3 separate regions of the Mus musculus genome follow, and regions 1 and 2 are each linked to region 3. The links are chromatin contacts, called in public HiChIP or PLAC-seq maps. All regions are on one chromosome and are shown on one strand. Each heading gives the region's core, a stretch centred on a gene start, on an enhancer-like site or on the middle of the called end of the contact. The rest is flanking DNA. Distances are from core to core; before and after follow the strand shown.

The links. HiChIP or PLAC-seq counts read pairs in DNA pulled down with a chosen protein or histone mark.
Region 1: an H3K4me3 HiChIP or PLAC-seq map of craniofacial prominence shows a contact between it and region 3, with 4 times the contacts expected there. The contact joins the promoter of Plpbp here to the enhancer-like site in region 3. A contact is called at or near these places in 7 of 115 datasets of contacts at active chromatin or transcription factors (bone marrow-derived macrophages, craniofacial prominence, embryonic limb bud and 2 more) and 2 of 9 other capture datasets (adipose tissue and embryonic stem cells).
Region 2: an H3K4me3 HiChIP or PLAC-seq map of embryonic basal ganglia shows a contact between it and region 3, with 6 times the contacts expected there. The contact joins two enhancer-like sites. A contact is called at or near these places in 8 of 39 promoter capture datasets (the C10 cell line, cranial neural crest, embryonic stem cells and 4 more), 1 of 15 datasets of contacts at CTCF or cohesin (embryonic stem cells), 20 of 484 Hi-C or Micro-C datasets (B cells, the C10 cell line, the C2C12 cell line and 15 more) and 12 of 115 datasets of contacts at active chromatin or transcription factors (bone marrow-derived macrophages, craniofacial prominence, embryonic basal ganglia and 8 more).

Annotation. Positions count from the first base shown.
Region 1 is chr8:27,041,198-27,044,721 of GRCm38.p6, reverse strand. It overlaps Plpbp (pyridoxal phosphate binding protein), which reads right to left and starts at 2,167. Exons shown (of 8, transcript NM_054057.4): 1 at 2,009-2,167. The coding sequence starts at 2,107.
Region 2 is chr8:26,992,890-26,996,503 of GRCm38.p6, reverse strand. No RefSeq gene overlaps it. Among named protein-coding and RNA genes, the nearest start is that of Gm32389, 13 kb to the left of the region's middle. Within about 2 kb of position 1,928, at least 36 of the 459 cell types and tissues checked have an H3K27ac peak or open chromatin away from gene starts, as enhancers often do. A contact at or near this core is called in embryonic basal ganglia, where this site is marked.
Region 3 is chr8:26,253,908-26,257,451 of GRCm38.p6, reverse strand. No RefSeq gene overlaps it. Among named protein-coding and RNA genes, the nearest start is that of Gm31727, 11 kb to the left of the region's middle. Within about 2 kb of position 2,146, at least 27 of the 459 cell types and tissues checked have an H3K27ac peak or open chromatin away from gene starts, as enhancers often do. A contact at or near this core is called in craniofacial prominence and embryonic basal ganglia, where this site is marked.

The DNA.
Region 1 (3,524 bases), core at 918-3,417, 790 kb before region 3:
GGCACTAATAAGATCCACTCTCCTTTTTTCTTTTTGGTACTGAATATAGAGCCCTGGAGTTTGGGCACATGAGACAGGTGCTACACCACGGAGCTCCAACCCTGCCTGCGGATTTCCTTTGCATGTCAATCAGTGCTGGAGGTTTAAGGGTTTGCAGTGAGTAAGATGGCTTGGTGGGAAAATGGTAGCTAAGTAGGCATGAGGGCCTTAGTTTAGACTCCAATATTCATATAAAAAGCAAGTTTTGTACCCCTTGTCTGTCATCCCAGTGGCAGGGTGGGGATGGGGGCAAGACAGGTGGATCCTTGGGGCTGGCTGTCTGGCTAGCTCCAGATGCAGGGTGTCAAAGCATAAAGTGGAGGGCGATAGAGAAAGATGCCTGACATCAACCTCTGGCTTCCACGTGTGCACTCATGGCATGTGCACTTGCACATATGAGTATACCGTGTACACAAACACATGTACTTGTACATGCATGCATATAACACACAGGCACTTGTACATACATGCACATAACACATATATATATACACACACTTATATATACATGCACATAACACACATGCACTTGTACATACATGCATATAACACATATTCACACATACTTGTACATACATAAATGTAACACACACACAAATTTTTTATCAAGGATACAGTAACAGTGGCATAAGGTCTGCTTAGCATTTGTGAGGTTCTGAGTTGTATCCTTAGCACCAAAAAAACCCATACAAACAAAGTAAAACAAAACCCAGCAGCATCCTTCATGAAGGGAAGGCAACATCCTGTTTAGCAGGGAGGTCACTTCTGGCTTCTGATACACGAAGGTAAATAGTTTAGAAACTCATTTTGGTCCTGATGTAATTATTAATAACGCTTCCACTCACCCTGGAAGAGGCTCAATTGAGATAAAGACATACACTGCCTTGTTCAGTCTATGAATCAACCAACAGTCAGCAGAGTTGACAACGAGACACCCACAACTCAGTGTTCAGGATTAGATTCACGCAAAGTCTCCTCACATCCATTACATAAAATGAAGGGTTTCCCTGCTTTCCTTACGTCTACCCCACCGTTTCTGAGACTGTCACAGAACCACAGTGCTCTCAAGGACTTGGAGACGTCACATCAATTACCACACGGTCTCCTGCTGCCTCCTTCTGAGGGACTGACTGTGTCTAATTCCTAGTGTGATGATGAACTAACTGGAGGCTTCCAGAGACAAATCGGTCAAGCAGGCCTAACTCCCGAGGCGGGCTGCATTAGGGAAATCCCGAGAACTCCGGTACCAGGAAGGTGGTAGGAACTCCCAAGGCTCTCTTAATTTCCTTCCCCTGTGAGGAACCCTAGCTAGGGCTAGAGTAGTTAACTGGACATGCCCAGACATCAGGTAAGAGAAGACTATGTTAATTCAGCCTTCGGTTTTCAGGCATCATTTTGAAATCTCAGACCATGAACACTAGATCAGAAAGGAAAGGTGTTTGATTTTTTTTTTTTTTCTGTCTCACTTCACATAACGTAGCTTAATTTGCATGGAGAAAAGCAGATACTGGCACCGGTCTAGAAGTCCAATGGGGGACATAACAACCATACGAAAATAACAAACGCTTGTGACAGGGCACCTGACAGCTCCCGCCCGCTCTGTGTGTGTCAAGTTCACGCGCAGCTAGACCACGGCTCGCGGCCGCCGCAACGCACGTGATCGCGGGTGGACACGGCCCTCCCAGGGCTCTAGTACCGTGGTGACGAATGGCGTGGTGGTACCGAGGGCAATGACGAATGGCGAGACGCCTGGATACGAGTCACTTGCCCTAAATGAACACCTTTCTCCAACCAAGCCAACCTCCCGGCAAGTCCCGATCCTCAAGGCCAGACCGACCGCCATGGAAACCCAGCGATCCCCTCTGCAGCCCCCGCCCCTCCGGGAGCCCCTTCTGCGTCACCGTGACACCTCGTCCCACGTAGGTGTCCCCCTTCCAGCCCTCCCCAGTGCCCTTCCGCCGGTCCTCACCCGCGGCCGCCGCGCCACACTCTGCTGGACTCGCTCGTTCACGGCCCGCAGCGCGAACCCGACTCCCAGCTCCGCCGTCATGCTGCCACCTCTCAACATTCCCAAGAGGATGCCCGGAGGACCCGCGACTCACCGAGCCCACCTTCCGGTCCCGCCCCCTTCCTGAGAGGTCCAATCGCCGCTCACCATCCAGCCACTTCCCCAGCGGAGGTTGGCCACCCAGGCGGGCGCCATCTTGGGGAAGGCGGAGGTTACCCGGACTGAAAGCCTCCTAGGGAGTTCAAGGGCTGGGCGGGCCGGTATAAACCAAGACATTAAAGTAACTTTCATTCATCCGTTCCGTTCCTTTCCTTTTTCCTTTCTTCTTTTCCTTTCCCTTCCCTCCCCTCTCCTTCCCATTTTTAAATTTCTTTCGAGACAGGGCTTCTCTGTGTCCTGGCTGTCCTGGAACTCATTCTCTAGATCAGGGTGGCCTTGAAATCCCAAGTGCTGGGTCTAAAGGCGTGTGCCACCACTGCCCAGCTATTATTTCTTTTTTAAAATATTTATTTTATGTGCGTTGATTTGTTTTGTCCTCATGTATGTATGTGCATGCACCGTCGTATCTGTGGTGCCATGGCCAGGAGAGTTTTGGATCTCGACCTGATGGTTGTGAGCCATCATGTGTGCTGGGGACAGAATTCTGGTCCTTTGCAAGAGCAACAGGTGCACTTGACTACTGATCCATCTCTCCAGCCCCCTTTTAATTTAAATATTTTTATTTATATTTTTGTTGTGTGGGTGTTTCCCCTGAACGTTAAGTCTGTGAACTGCCACAGAGGTCAGAGGAGGGCATAGAACTCTCTGGAACTGATGAGTGGATAGATGGGTGCTGGGTTCTGAACCTCTATAAGAGCAGTAAGTGCTCTCTCTCCATTCCCAGACTTTAGGAGTAATGATATTGAAGGTAAATGCCTCTTCATATACTGCTGTCACCACAGTGAAAAAAACCCCAAAACCTGAAAGGGCCCAGAAGGCTGTTACAGAGTGAGCCTAATGAGAAGCTGGCTGTGGAGCTGCAGTTGGGAAGTACTAGTCAGGAATAAGTGGGTCAAGTTTAAAGGGTTCGTGAAGGCTGGGATGGACGTGAAGTCAAAGAGATGCTCTGCTTCAAAAAATTGAAGGTGATAAGACAGGTCAGGGGTCAGAGGCGCTTGCTGTCCAAAGTCATATGGTGGAAGGAGAAAGCAGACTCCTGCAGATCTCCACATGAATGCCAGGGTGTCTGAGCATGTGCGCATGCACAAGGATGTATACATACATATGTACACAGATGTAAAAATGAGACCTATAAATACTACAGATTTAGGGTGGGGCCTCTATCTATCTATCTATCTATCTATCTATCTATCTATCTATCTATCTACCTACCTACCTACCTACCTACCTACCTACCTATCTGCACATATACATAAACACACACAGAACCTACTACTACTGTTTTGCTAAATGGACATGGCAGCAAACTGTCTTCAGA
Region 2 (3,614 bases), core at 679-3,178, 740 kb before region 3:
ATAACTTCTCTTCAAGCTACACACTTCTGTTTTGATGTGCACAGGGTTTCTGGTTGATTGTTGTCGTCCTCGGTAGCTTTCGATGTCCAGTTAGCTCCAGGATCAAGAAGGCTGCCTAGCGCCTCCACGTGGGTCCTGTGACAAGCCCAGACCCTTACTTACCCGTCTAAGTGCAGAGGTCCCGCCTTGCCCGGGCTGTTGTGGTCAGCGACTCCCTCTGAATTCTGGACTTCCTTTCTCTCCCAAGCTCACTCATTGCTCCAGTGGCTCTGCCAAGGCTTGGATGGGTTCCTGAGTTTCTGCCTTCCATAAAGTCCTGGCTGAAGAGGACAGCACCCTGGAGACAAAAGGAAGTTAGCTGACAGTCACTCATGCCTTTCTCCAGCCCAACACATTTTGTACCTGGATAAGCCCACTTAGCCACTGGATCTTAAGTTTCAGGATCATGTTCCAGTGAGGCCTTCTCGGACCTTGGATCTAAAGGATTCCTCAGCAACCCCCCCGTATGCCCTACCCAACACAACACCACACCTCTTGCTTACCACTGCCCGACAATTCACGCCTGTACGTTGACTCGCGTGGGTGTCGTCTCCTTACCTGTCAGCTGCATGAAGGGGATCTACAGGCTTATTCAGCTGCATGCTTTGACTGACGTCTCCCCAGAGCCAATCCACTGCTTGGCAGTGAAAAAGGGCTTTGTAAATAGTAGATGGTGCTGATGGTCTCAGGTTCGAGTGTGGACCGGGGGTAACCTCAAAGCTGGCTAGGCAGTTACCCCGTGGCCTGGGAGTATTCTGGAGTTCCTTTATCTCTTCTCAGAGGAAGGGAAGTGGGGGTGAGGGGGGACCCTCCGGTTATAGAGACACGGTTTCTTCCCTGGACCTCAAACCTAGTTTGAAAGGGACATCTATGAGTGCTTTAAAAAAAGAGAGAGAAAGAGAGACAGAATGAATTTTATTGGTTAACTCAGTTAGTCATGAGGCTGGCCTCTGAACAACACAGCTAGGGTCTGTCTCAGAGGGACAAGAAGCCATGTGTGAGTGGTGACACAGACCTGTATTCCTGGCACTTGGGAAACGGGGGTGGGGTGGGGGTGGGATTGCAAGTTTGAAGTAACCTTGGCTTATATAGGGGGATCATGTCAAAAACAAAAGAACAAACAAACAAACAAACAAAACCTAAACCCAAACCCAAACCCAACCAACCAACCAACCGACCAACCAAAACAAAGAGGTTAGCAAGAAAGGGCAAGACAAATTTCTAATCCCAGCTACCTGTAGCCTGTTTGTTTCTGAAGGGTTCTGAGTTTGAAAGTCCCTAAAGAACATCTAGCAGGATTGGGTTGGAGGGACTGGCAAAGGAAGAAGGAAGGGAAGGAGGGAGGAGAGAGAGAGAGAGAGAGAGAGAGAGAGAGAGAGAGAGAGCGCGAGAGGAGAGAGAGAGAACCTTGCAGTTGGCAGGGATGGGTGGGGAGGGCACGGTTTGAAGGATTCATGTGTTCATGGAAGCTCACACTGAGCCTGGCTCTTTAGGAACCTGGGACAGAAGAGCTTTCTGCCGTGTGGTGGTCCCTGGCTTAGCTGGCGGTGCCCCTGGGGGCATTAGAAGTCTTGAGAAGCACTTTTAATAATCCCCATGGACTTGTGGATAGAGGAGTCTTGAGACCAAGATACTAAACCTTCTACCCTCCACAGGGGCCTTCCTGACTTGTGTGGCAGTAGTTGTCCCAACTGAGAAGCACCCACAGATGACAAAAACAAACAAAGAACTCAGCGTTTTATCTTTTGGGGCCTTTTGTCCCCTGAGATCCTTGAGGAGAAAGCAGAAAGGCTCATGCTACCCATGTGGGGCACAGAATACACACAAGGAGTGTATGGGTCACAAGTCCTCCACAGTCTCAGCCCAGCTGTCCCTCAGCCACCCCCACTCCTCCAAGAGGCCCCTGCTCCCTCCAGTTGGCCCCTCAGCTGGGAGGCTAACTTCTTCCATGTGTGGGGGCGGCTCCAGGTAGAACGTGAGGAGCGCGGCAGAGACCGTGGCTGGTGGAAGGATTGAGAGTTGGAGGAAGCGTTCTAAGGGCTGATGGGAAGGGACTTTTGGGGGTAAATGTCTGCGGGGAAAACACTGGGGGAGTCCGAGGCAACATGTTCTGGCCTGTTGGGAGGACGGCTGTTGGCACCAGGAGAAATCCGTCCAGTGAAGCCAGCCCTCATTAATCATCCGGGCGGCGGAACTGCCAGCTCCTTTCAAGAGCTTTCAAGAAGGGTTTTCACCCAAAATAGAGTTGAAAATGTGCTGGGCCCTACTCAGAATCTCATCAGTCTGGGCATTATGGGAAGTGTCAGGCAGGCTGTGACAGACAAGGCCCACTCTGTTCAAGGGGTCCTGACTCCCACAGCCTGTCATATCAAGCGCCTGATCAAATTTGACAGCTTCATTTGTACCTACAGAATAGATAAAAGGGGCTGTTCATTGAAACAAATGGAGGGGAAGGGTTGGGGGGGGGAGGCGAGGGAGCATGCATGTGAGTATGTCTCCGGGGAGGAATGGCTCAGGGGGAGGGGCACAAGGGGGACAGTTACAGCGAGGTCCAAGGGTACAAAGGAATATGCTAAGGACTCCCCAATAGTAGGGAAGGGAGAAACTGAGTCTGAAGTGGGAAGCAGGTGACTAAGGGGGGGGGGCGGATATGTGGGTGAAAGTCCCATCTTGTGGGTGTGGCCCTGGAAGGGCGTCTGAGAATCATCCCTGATGCTCTAACATAGCCAGGGAGGTGGTCCCTGTGAGGATGAGAGTCCAGGGTGGGCAGCTGGGACTTTGAAAGTTGGTTGAGCAAGTGCAGTACTCATTTCAAATCCAAACCCAAAGCAAGGAGCTCCCTTCCCTTCTGCTGAAGCAAGCTGGTCCGACTACTTCCCTGCACTGAGCCTCTGGCCCTCTCTTGTCCACCTGCTGGGTGGCTGCACCTCTTCAGGTGGCCCGGAAACAAAATCAACTGGCTGGCTTTAGGTGGCTTTCTGCTCTTCATACAAGTTAGCCCATCGGAGTATCTAGGCCGGGTATCCCCAGTATCCCTGCACAGTCCTGTTTGGGTCTTGCTCAGGCTGTCTTGTTAGCAAGCGCTCTTCTTTCTCTTCTGGGGATATCTAGGGGTGTTCTGAAGGTCTTGCACTTTTGGGGGGCGGAATCTTCTTTGTTTGCCATTATCATTTGTACTATTTGTGTGAGTTAATATTGTTTTTTTCTCACTGGATCATAGACACTTTGGTGCATGGAGCATGTCCAGTAGTATTTAACACACACATTTAACACACACTGTAGGTTCTCCAGGAATGAGACAAAAAAACAAAAAAAATTTTTTTGAGTTTTATACTAAGGTGTCCAGGCAGGCCTTGAACTTGGAATTCTCAAGTCTCTGCTTCCTGAAGACTGGGCTTTGGTGTGTTGGGCACTGGGCTCCAGAAGTCTTTTGTAGCTGGTGATCAGCATAACACAAGTCTACATTTGGTGTCAGACTTCAGGAGGGGAACCTGTGACCAGGGGCCTAAGGCCTCCTTTTCAACCTTGGTCTTCAGAGGGCAGGGTTAGAGGTAATCATGGCTCCCCTTGCTGCT
Region 3 (3,544 bases), core at 897-3,396:
ATGCAAACTGAACTCAACAATTACAACAGCCCCCACCCCATCAGACACTCAGAAGACACTCAATAAGCCAAATCTTCAGAGGACTATAACGAAACCAGACAGCCCTGTTAACTTTCCAAGCTGTAATGAAGGTTCCAGCCATTCCCTTAAGGAGAAAACGGGCATAACAGGAAGTGAAGATGTCGAAAGCTTTTATTCAAGAGTGACATAAAGGGGCTGGCTGCATGGCTCAGTGGTTAAGAGCACTGACTGCTCTTACAGAGGACCTGAGTTCAATCCCCAGCACCCACTTGTGGCTCATAACCATCTGTAATGGGATCTGATGCCCTCTTCTGGTGTGACTGAAAACAACTACACTGTACTCATTTAAAAAAAAAAAAAAAAAAAAAGAAAAGAAAAAGAAAAAGAAAAGAATTATATAAATGCCTATGTAAAAACCTCCAGGAAATCTGAAAAATATTAAAATAGGTGAATTTGGAAGTTCCTAAGGTTAATATATACAAATCACTGGTATCAGCTAGCAGAAGACAATGAACAATTGAAAATGTAAATATACTAATTATCATCACATCAAAAATCATGAAGTATACAAGAATTACTGTGTGTATGTTTTTTTTAATTTTGTAACTATTTTTATTTTATATGTGTCTGGGTATTTTACATATATATGTACACACACATATATCTATGCGTGTGCATATGTGTGTGTGTGTGTGTGTGTGTATGTGTGTGTGGCTGTATGTGTATGTATATAAATCATCTGATATATAGCTGATTATATATAATCTCATATCTATATAATCTGATCTATATATCATGTGGATATGTATATCATGATATACATATCATATTATATATATAATCTGATATATAGCTGATCATATATATAATCTCATATCTATATAATCTGATATACATGTCATATTATATATAATCTGATATATAGCTGATATATATAATCTCATATCTATATAATCTAATATACATTATCATGTGAATATGTATATCATGATATATATCATATATAATAATCTGATATATAGCTGATTATATATAATCTCATATCTATATAATCTGATATACATATCAGATTGTATATGTATATATATATATGCATATATCATATATGCTATAATATATAACCCCCCCACTGCATGCTTTTAAGCTCTCTCTGGGTCACTGATTTTTCAATAATTTCATTATTGCATCTCTTTGCTTTTTTTCATATTTTTATAACTAGTGATTTATTGGGCCTCATGTATATGTCTATATATGTATATGTATGTATATGTATAATCAGACATAGCTGCCCAACCTGTAATCTAAGCATTGTTGGAGAAAGCATGATGTCTGGGACTTGCTGACAAAAACCACCTACTTAGGTGCTGATAAAATATCACTAGAAATAAACTCACATGACTGCAAGTTGTGCACAGACTTAAGACATACACTCAGGTTAAAACACCCAAACACATAAAATAAATTTTTATAAACTTTTTTTTTTAACGTCACTTTTTTTTTAAACGTCACTAGGAAGGCAAGGGCGAGGATGTCGGCAGGGAACCGCGGAGCTGAGAGATCAATATGGATGGTCTTCCTTGTCTGTCTCCTTCGTTTATTAACTGGCCTTTCCCAACTCGTTTACAAAGTGGCATGCAGCAAAGGCATTTTCTTGAAGACAAGCTAGGGTAAAAAGATGGGTTACCATTGCCAGGGCTTAGAAAAGAATGAACCAAGGCTGACTGGACTATCTGGAAGCTAATTTAGGTTGCTGGAGAGAAGAGTAAATTAAGACAGAGGAATTGACTTCAACCAATTGTCTGACGGGAGGAGTGACCACCTTATATGAAGGCATTGTGTCTTTAGAAGAGACAGCAACTGCAGATGGCACTTGAAAGCGCCCTTATTTTCTCTTTTCAAAACAAGCAGAGGGCTGGGGAATCACCCCCCTCAAGTTTCCTGAGCTGTTAATTGGCTCCCCAGTAAAATTACAGAAGCAGCCTGCCTGATAATGATTGTAAATGACAGGGACTATCAGGTTTACCCTGTGACTTTCCCCGGGGGACTTCCAGTGAGTTTAGTCTGAACTAAGCATCAGCTGCTAGGGTTCCTGTCTTCTCAGCACGCTGTGGCTGGACCAATCCTGCTGTCTTTCAAACCTAATTAGCATGAAGGCCTTTCTTCCCTCCTACCCTCCCTCCCTTAGCCCAGGAGCCCTTGGGTTCCTTCTCTCGCCAGTACTCCTTAGGCATGCAAATCGGAAGCTGAAGAAAAGTAACCTTTCAGGTCTTTTGTCTCTATTGCCTGAAAGAAACAATCCTTAAGATCCGAGCAGAGATTGCTGCTCTCCTAGGAAAGCAGGCACCCACTTCTCTAAACTCCTTTACAGACTGATGGTAAGCACCTTGAGTTTATAATTAGGCCATTTTTATCAGTATTTTTAGCATTTTCATACATGTTTACAATGGAAGAGATTTTTAACAATGCTATTTTACACATATAAGGTGTACTTGGGTCAGATTCACCCCTCTTGCTCTCTCTAGTCTTTATTCCTGTCCTATTGAACCCCTTCTTTTTTTTTCAACTAGTTCCCCCTTGATGTATTCACTTATTTTAGGGAAGATCCACTAGTTTAATTATGGGTTCTTGCATGAACATGGCTAGGGCACTATTTATGGTAATTTGAGCAACTTATTAGTGATTACATTATATAAGAAAATGAGTCACTTCTGGGAACCGGTCAAAGGAGCCCAGCAACTGCCAGCAGCTCGTCAGAGAGAGATGTGGCATCATGAGCTCTCCCCACCCACCCCTACCCCCACCCCCGCCCATGACGATGGGTCCATGACTACAACAGATGGGTCCTATCCAGACCACAGTATTTCAAAGTGCTTCTTCCAACTCTTACATTCTTTCTACTCTCTCTCTCTTCTGTGATAGTCCCAGAACATTGGAGAAGGTTATATGATGGACCAGCCTGACTCCATCTTAAGACTCATTACAAGTTCATTCCTGTTTTCTGTAAAACTTAAGTTTGACTGTGTCTTGACCCACTTTCTAGAATTTGACATGTCTATGCCTTATACACTGACTTCCACCCTTATTAGATGTTCTGCCAAGTTACTACACAACCAAAAGCCCTTGAAAACCCTCTAGCCTTGCAGTCTGGGGGCTAATATAAGCCCCACCTTCTTCTGTGTTTGATGCTTTTCTTTCAAACATCATTCACTGTCTTACAGTTTCTGCCAAGGACTGGACTCGGTTGGTCCCTCAACCCGCGGGAGGATCAGGGTTCGGGTACTCAGGTGAGCAAGGAGTCAGCGGCGGCAAATGACAAACAGACTCGAACACAAGGAAGTGTTGATATGAATGTAATTTCTTAAAACAAGCATCAGACTTATAATACAGAAGAAAAACAAGGAAGCTAGGTGATACATCAGAGATTCATAATGGCTCTTTACACAAAACAGAGAAAATGCATACATAAAAGCTAACAGGAAGCAGGCAGTGTTTACAACTGGGATAAGATCAGCCCTATCTAAAG